2 separate regions of the Siniperca chuatsi genome follow, and region 2 is linked to region 1. A link is a contact called in public Hi-C data. All regions are on one chromosome and are shown on one strand. Each heading gives the region's core, a stretch centred on a gene start, on an enhancer-like site or on the middle of the called end of the contact. The rest is flanking DNA. Distances are from core to core; before and after follow the strand shown. Region 1 overlaps hectd2 (probable E3 ubiquitin-protein ligase HECTD2). Region 2 has its middle 3.0 kb from the start of ppp1r3cb.

Region 1 (4,246 bases), core at 318-2,817:
ACATCAGCTTTAAGTTCTTTATTTGTCATTTGCAGAACAATTACAGTGAAGCAGTCGTTGGCAATGAAATACAAACATGTACAAAAGTAAATCACACAAGTAAATGAGAAAAAGAGAATCTAAGACAAGTAGTGCAAAATTATATGCTACAGTATATGTTTTGGTGTGTGTGTATTTGCTCTGTCAATAGTTACTTCCTCCTTAACCTACTGTGTCATCAGCTGATGGGCTTAGCAGTTTACAACAGCATCGCTCTGGACATCCACTTCCCACTCTACTGTTACAGGTAGGTGTGTTTCCACCCGTCCTACCACGACAGTACTTTCTCTAAGGACTGCTGCATTTTGCAACCAAAATGTCGCAAATGCTGCTGTTAATACGTTGTCCGCACCACAGCACTTCTCTGTGGCTGTAAAAGCTGAGTCACCTCTAATCACCACATGATGACACTAAGAGTGCGTCCATGTAGGCCTCTGCACGGGTAGCAGCAGTAGATACCTGTTGTTCTGAGGTGCTGCTCCAACCCCAAGAGGAATGTTTTGGAGAAATGTAATGTGGCTTGTAATTTAGTTGAATTTTTTCCTCAATGTGTGTCCGCCCTTACAGGAAGCTCCTCACTCCACCTACTGTACCATGTGACCAGAATGCCCTTGTCGGCATGGCAACCACCACCCTGGAAGACCTGCAGCAGATCATGCCGGTATGTGTCTCAGCCTGATACTGTATGTCACTGGTTGAAATCCCAGACTGTGTATAAAAATCTTTTGTGACAGTATGATGAGATAAATTTGCCATGAATCAGCATTCACTAAATTTGTGTCAGTCCTTTAATGAGATATTTATGTTTTGCTCGTTGATCCATATTTTATTGGGGCAGTAGAAACTTCAACAAGACAACTCAACTCACAAAATCACTCACAGCATATTTACCTGCACATATACACTCACTCTGTATGTATAGCTCTACAAAAAGCAATATATTCAGTCTGAGTTGTGTTAAATACTGTAAAGTTAAACTGAAAAACTCAATATTTTTAGCTCTACCTCTGGCATGCTCACACCTGCATTTCTCTGTTGTGTCACCAGAGGGTGCCAGAGTTACACTTTTGATTTCTCTTCACTTTCACCCCCCCAATCCCTCTAACCATCGTCTTTGTAGCGTCTAAATTTAACTTCACGTGTTGCTACAAGATTGAAATTAAGTCTAAGATTCTAGATTCAAAACCCTCACATGCATTTTGTCTTCTGCTCCAGCTTTTACCGTACTTTAAATATATTTATCATACATTCTAAATTTATCATACATTCATAAATGCATTCTTTTATTTTGAGAGTTTTTGAGATAATATGCAAAGTACATGATTTTATTTTATCTTCAGTTAGTGTTATCACCTTCAGCCATGCACACTCATGTTTTTGTTTTTTTTACTTTACTGTCTTCTCTGTGAACAAATTAGCTCCAAATCTAAATACTTCTGTTGTCTTAATAATAGTTGTCTAGATTTTTCTCCACAGAGTATTTGTTTTGGTAAAATCCACATGTAACACTTTGTTGATGTAACAAAAAGTTTAGTTTCAGTTGTTGAGTGTTTCCAGATGTGAAGGTTATTCAACCACTTCCGCTCACGTCCTTCTCTGACAAGACGAAGCTGCAATATGCAGAGAGATTTGAGTAACTACATTTTCTTTTCATACAGACAACTGAGGTGCGGTTGAGCAAGGCATTGAACACTGCGCACCTGCTGCAGGGACCGATAGTTTTAGTCTGCAACTTAGTGAAAATAGTGTTCTCACTTTTTGTCCTCACTTTGCAACAGAGACACACTGTGTGACAGATGTAACAATTCGTATTGTGCAGCAGCTTTGAGAGAGAGATCCTGAACTGTCTCTTGACTGTCGCTCAGAGTAACCTGATCTACAAGCTTCACCACATCCAAAACCTTCCTCACTGTGAAGGTCGAAAACTCTGGTTCTCACTAAGATGCAAGCACACACGCGCACACACAAACACACACACACACACTAGGATGCTAAAACGGGCCCTGTGGTTACATAACAGCAGATATCAGATATAAGGCCTGCAGTTGGCATCAGCGCCATAACTCTGGTGACCCCAGACAAGCAAAATATTCAAACTTCATTCAGAAAACACATGAATCTGTACAACACGTGGAGCTTTGGTGCCTTGCTTAAGTGTGTTCTGATATTTACTAATTTGAAATAGTGACACAACTGGCAAGCTTTGGCTTGCAAAAATTAAAATTGTCCAAAAGTGGAAATTGAGAATCTTGATCGATTTCATCATTAGATATCTTTCTTATAAACAAAGACTGTAGGCTGAAAATATGACATGCTCCTGTCTTTTTAAGAGGAATCACTTGTCTGATTTTAATTCTCTCAATTCATTTGGGATTGAAGCAGTAACCTCTTCCCAGCACTGTATTTTGCTGTTCCATAAGATTTTTCCTGATCCTGAAGTCTTGTGTCTGTCTGCAGGAGCTGGCTCATGGTTTGGGAGAACTGCTAAGCTACGAGGGAAACGTAGAGGAAGATTTCTACCTCACCTTCCAGGTAAATGGCCAGAACAAATGTCACTTACACGAAGAAAGCTAAGAAGGAATAGAATAGTCCCTTTTTATTCGACTTTGTCGTCGTCTCATCAAGGATTCGGTTTAGCATTACCAGTACGCTTGATAAGCTAGATAAGTTTAACTTAACTACAAATGATTATTTGCCAGGTTTTTATTTTTGTTTTATTATCACTGTTAAAGATCTGAGTACATATGAAACTCTTCAAGGGACTCTGTTAAAAGTCAGGGCACACACACAGGTCATGATTAAAGTGTCTCACGGCAGGTCTGACGGTGTTAACAGACAGCTGTGACTGCCGTCACTGCTGTGGGATTTTAATCAAGACCAGATGTCATACAGCAGATTAGTAATTTATTTAACCATCAAAATGTAGGGTTTCGGTAAACATGAACAGTTTGGTTCAAAATATTATACATATTCTTACAAAATAATTGATATGAATAAATAACCATGTTGTGGGCAGGGTGTCAAAATTCAGTGTTTCTGTAGCACCCAAGTACTTAAAGTTGGCATCGAATGTCTAGTCAGATGAATAATCTTTGATTGATAATCTTTATTCTTTGATCAGATAGTTTCTAATTTAAATCATAATTTTGGTATGGCTGCTTGTGTTTAGACAGTAATTAACTACTAAGAGTACTTTGGCCTGTTTTGTTAAAGAAACAAAAAGGGTTTAGTAGAATAACATGTTTATAATTCTCAAATTAATGTTTTGAAAAACAAATCATTTTGGTGTCCTTTCCGAAATAATATCCAGCCCTAATTATTTTCCTTTATGGATAATGGATGACCAAAGATTGTTAACTCAATGGAAAGCATTATTTATGTTTTCTTTTTACAGTAATGAATGAAAAACTTCAGGTAATGATTATGGATTCTTGGTGCCTGAAAACACACGGTCTTATATTGCTGATACTTATTACAGTTAGATCTGTGCAAACCACCTTTACTTTTTCACCTAAACTGAACCTCAAACTTCAATCAAGCCATTTGATTTAGCTTGATGGCATCCATCCATCCATTTTCTACCGCTTGGTCCCGTTAGGGGTCGCGGGTGACTGGAGCCTATCCCAGTGACTTTGGGCCTTAGGCAGGGTACACCCTGGACAGTGGCCAACTCGTCGCAGGGCTAACACAGACACAGACAAGGACAGACAACCATTCACTCTCACATTCATTCAATACGGGCAATTTAGAGTTATCAATTAACCTACACATGCATGTCTTTGGACGGTGGGAGGAAGCCGGAGAACCCGGAGAGAACCCACGGTAACACGGGGAGGACATGCAGACTCCACCCAGAGAGATTGTGTGATGTTGGTCTGGTCCGGGAATCGATCCCACGAACCCACGATGTCCTTATTGGGAGGCAGGAGCTTTAGCCGCCCTGCCACCGTGCACCCCTAGCTTGATGGCAGTGGTAGAATATAACTAAGTACATTTACATTTAAGTACTGTACTTTACTTGAGTATTCTATTGTATGCACCTTCATACTTCTACTCCACTACATTTGTCTGACAGCTTTAGTTACTAGTTACTTTTCAGATTACAATTTTTAATATCCTTCTTGTCCAGTGAAAACCATGTATCGCCTTTATTATTTTGAATGTGAATGTTTGTGATAAACTCAAGGATGAAGTGTTTCTTTATGTG
Region 2 (4,372 bases), core at 726-3,225, 57 kb after region 1:
AATAGACCACACTGATATTGAGCTATTGTGATTTCTGGAATGTGTTTTGCAGTCTTGTAATGAGGATTATGTTGTTCTGATGTGATGGCATTTTTACACCTTAGGTATAAATTAAATAATTAATGTCACTGCAAACTCATGGGCTTATCTTCCATAGTCATCGTGTTACGAGGATGTCAACGCAGATCAGGCCAAAATACATTTGATATGAGAAAACACTTTGCCTAATTAGTGCTTACTGAATATTTAAATACTTTTAAATTTTACAGATGTTCAGTAAAACATATTCATGCCCAAAGATTAAAAACTTATGAAGTAAAAGTTGAGGGTTTTGGATTCCTTCTCTTGGTCACAGTTGTTGCTGTTTTGACTTCCATACATGTTGACAGAGATGCTATTTTTAAAGCGTATTTGCTTAATTGATTTCCAGCTGTGGGTTAAACATTATCCTCAAAAACATCAAATGGAACAGAGTCAACTTTATTTGGAGAATGGAGACAGAGGGAGGATTTTTAACAACTGACAGAAATGGGTGAACTTAACTCTGTTTAATTTTAATTTGTGTACTGTGGAAAACAATTCACTCAGTCACACTGAAATCTCATCCTGACCACATTTTTTCATCATCTGGTAACAAGCCCTGTCTGTGCCCCCTAGAGGCTGTGCTGCTCCAAACCAAAACTAGAACAAAGTGGTCTGAACTGGGGGACCGACTGTTGTCCTCAGAGCTCTGTGCTCTCACTAACAAGTATAATAAAAATTGTTCACAGTGGTGTGCAAAAGTGTTTGCCCCCTTCCTGATTTCTTATTTTTTTGCATGTTTGTCACACTTAAATGTTTCAGATCATCAAACAAATTTAAATATTAGTCAAAGATAACACAAGTAAACACAAAATGCAGTTGTTAAATGAAGGTTGTAATTAAGGGAAAACAAAATCCAAACCTACATGGCCCTGTGTGGAACAGTGATTGAGACGAAAACCACTGCTGAGCAAAAAGAACATCAAGGCTCATCTCATTTTTGCCAGAAAACATCTTGATGATCCCCAAGACTTTTGGGAAAATACTCTGTGGACTGAAGAGACAAAAGTTGAACTTTTCGGAAGGTGTGTGTTTCATTACATCTGGCGTAAAAGTAACACCACGTTTCAGAAAAAGAACATCATACCAACAGTAAAATATGGTGTTGGTAGTGTGATGGTCTGGGGCTATTTTGCTGCTTCAGTACCTGGAAGACTTGGTGTCTACCAAAAACTCCTGAAGGAGAATGTCCGGCCATCTGTTCATGACCTCAAGCTGAAGCGAACTTGGGTTCTGCAGCAGGACAATGATCCAAAACACACCAGCAAGTCCACCTCTGAATGGCTGAAGAACAAAATGAAGACTTTGGAGTGGCCTAGTCAACGTCCTGACCTGAATCCTATTGAGATGCTGTGGCATGACCTTAAAAAGGCAGTTCATGCTCGAAAACCCTCCAATGTGGCTGAATTACAACAATTCTGCAAAGATGAGTGGACCAAAACTCCTCCACAGCGCTATAAAAGACTCACTGCAAGTTATCGCAAACGCTTGATTGCAGTTGTTGCTGCTAAGGGTGGCCCAACCAGTTTTCAGGTTTTCACAATAATAACCTTCATTTAAAAACTGCATTTTGTCTTTACTTGTGTTATTTCTGACTAATATTTAAATTTGTTTCATGATCTGAAACATTTAAGTGTGACAAACATGCAAAAAAATAAGAAATCAGGAAGGGGGCAAACACTTTTTTACACCACTGTATATTCAGTCCCATCTCATTCACCTGTATCTGCAGCCCCTTCTTAGCTGGAGGAAAAATCCCTGATTCACCCAATCAGTCCTTTGAAAAATCTGATCTGTAATTGATTTCAGGGTCTTGGATTGGGGTTTTCTTTTAATTATTGTCAGGTACAGGCTGCTTTCTGTCCTTTGCAGACCTCTATGTCAGAGGGCAAGATTCCTCTTGTTGCTCACATTGCTGGAGGGTTTTCCCCCTCAGCGATGCCTCTGTGTAGCTCGGAATCATCTGCAGGGAGACTTTAGACTCTCAAAGTACCAAACACGCCACTTTCACATGCTCATAAAGACAACAGACAGTATTTATCACAGCCTTGTCTGGCTGGCTTTCAAAGGGTTACCAAGATCAATTTCAACATGGCCTCAGGATTGCATCAGAAAAAATATTTCTTCACATAGGAACATTTACAACCAAATAAACTCAGCAGTGATGAATAATACTATAAAAGTAAAAAATAAAACATTTCCAAACACTGATAAAAGGTTTATATACGAAGACAAATCAAGTAAATATTACGGTTTATAAAGAGACCTTACTTTAGAATTTCCATTAGGAACATACAAAATGTCATATCAAACTTTAGACACAGTTTCACATGTAATTTGATTGTTGCCTGTGTATTGTTCATGTGTGCCTTTTATTTTTTACCTCTAGTAAAGAAGTTTGTTTTTATCCATATTTTTGTTTGTAAGATATGTGAAGAAATACATTTTCTGCTTTTGGTTTAAATTCGGTGGACATGTCAACTCTCTGCAAGGATCAGCTGTTGATTTTGGCGGTGATGTGTATGAGAGATTTCCATAATTGGGTTCTAACTGAGCTCTAACTATCATGCAGTGTTCATGTCGTAATTAGAAGTCTGGGATTTCAAAGTAAACCTAGAAAACAAAAAGGTTAAACAAGCTAAAATCATACTGAGGCAACGCTGTGCAAGTTGGGATGACCTTATGAAACAACGGGTAAATCAAATGAATTATGAAAAGTGGGGGAAATTACAATACAGGAGAGGAGCTCTAGAGTGACAGCAGTTATATTCCACTCACTCAGAGGATGTTACCTCACAGTTAGTTGCAGTTTTGTGGTCATGGTGTTTATCAGAAACAGTGTTGCTCAAGAAATGCAAAAGGGAATTATCTAAAACCAACAAACAAAAGCTGCTGTACATACATACATACATACATACAGTACATACATTCAGCCATCGACTGGGCTCTGACTACAGTTATTTTCATTTTCAGTTAATTGTTTAGATTTATTATCTTCGCAATTAAGTGATCAAGTGTTTAGTCTATAAAATGTCAGAATATAGAGACATGCAATTCAAATTCAATGACCTTTACTGGCACATCTGTGCTGCTTGTGCACATATTGCTAAACCAAAAATTCTGACCTAACAAACATAAAACAGGGGCGATAAACCCTAAAAAGGAAAGATTAGCAATAAGATCAACATTTACATAACTATTTACACTGTTACATCATTGAAGCATCAAAATACAACATGTTGAACAACAACTATTTTTGATCATGAAAAAGGTGAGACACTTTACAGGCAGTGGTGCACATACTCACAACGATAATCAGGGGTGGATATTAACTTAGTGTCATGTTTCAAGCAGGGAACACAGGGAATACAAGGGGTTGGACCTAAACGCAGGCATAGAGGCAGAGCTGGTATAGTTCAATGAGATTGGGGAACAAAGGCTTACTGAGTGGCGAGGCAGGCAGAAGTCAAAACCAGGAATGCAGTCCAACACAGGCAAACAAATCTGACGGGGAGCAGGCAAAGTCCAAAATCAAAAGTCCATGAAATATGCAAAAGTCCAGGAAACACAGAAAAATCCAAAAACACAAGAAACATTGGGGAACTGGCTAGGACACTTGACAACAACTGACGAAGACATCTGACAAAAAAACAAAGGAAGCACACAGACTTAAATACCCTCAGGTGAGGGAAAATAACTAGACAGGTGAAACTAATCAGGGCAGGGCAAACAATCAAAACTGGTGGGAAAAGCAAACAAGACACATATGAGGCAGAACACTACAAAATAAAACAGGAAACAGCGATAGAAAAACATGAACCATAAAAACCAAAACTAAGAAGCAGAGCAGGACATGACACATGAGGGGAGGGAGAGGTGGGGGAGAGAGTTAAATTTAATGTTCTATTATTTTTGTAATGGTGTATATTTATATTGTGGTATTGCTACTGTTCACTTTATCTAAGCAGCTTTATGCTCCACTTTGTGTGACCTGGGTTTCATATTTAAAATTTTTGTTCTTGGGAATCCACTGCAGAAAAGATCATTCCTGTGCTACCATTACAGTACATTGTCTGCTTTTCATTCAATTTGGAAATGTCAGCGTTACAACAGAAACCTGACAGAACCTAAGATGACAGGAAGGTTGTGACACTTTTGGTAACTAAGAGAGAGAGAGAAATGGACAGAGAGAGAGACTTTCTGACACCGTTGGTTCCTGTGTGATTTGCGGGCTGCCAGCTGGCATGGTTACCATTCACGTAGTAACAACTCTGTCTGCAGACAAAAGGTG

Evidence for each region. Hi-C and Micro-C count contacts between places; a contact is called where the count stands out from the background.
Region 2: a Hi-C map of liver shows a contact between it and region 1, with 4 times the contacts expected there. The contact joins two enhancer-like sites. A contact is called at or near these places in 3 of 3 Hi-C or Micro-C datasets (liver, skeletal muscle and an unstated tissue).

Annotation. Positions count from the first base shown.
Region 1 is chrLG11:27,565,939-27,570,184 of ASM2008510v1, forward strand. It overlaps hectd2 (probable E3 ubiquitin-protein ligase HECTD2), which reads left to right. Exons shown (of 22, transcript XM_044214147.1): 15 at 222-286; 16 at 607-700; 17 at 2,497-2,571. Among protein-coding and RNA genes, the nearest start is that of hectd2, 35 kb to the left of the region's middle. Within about 2 kb of position 1,568, the one cell type or tissue checked has an H3K27ac peak away from gene starts, as active enhancers do. A contact at or near this core is called in liver, where this site is marked.
Region 2 is chrLG11:27,622,231-27,626,602 of ASM2008510v1, forward strand. No RefSeq gene overlaps it. Among protein-coding and RNA genes, the nearest start is that of ppp1r3cb, 3.0 kb to the left of the region's middle. Within about 2 kb of position 1,976, the one cell type or tissue checked has an H3K27ac peak away from gene starts, as active enhancers do. A contact at or near this core is called in liver, where this site is marked.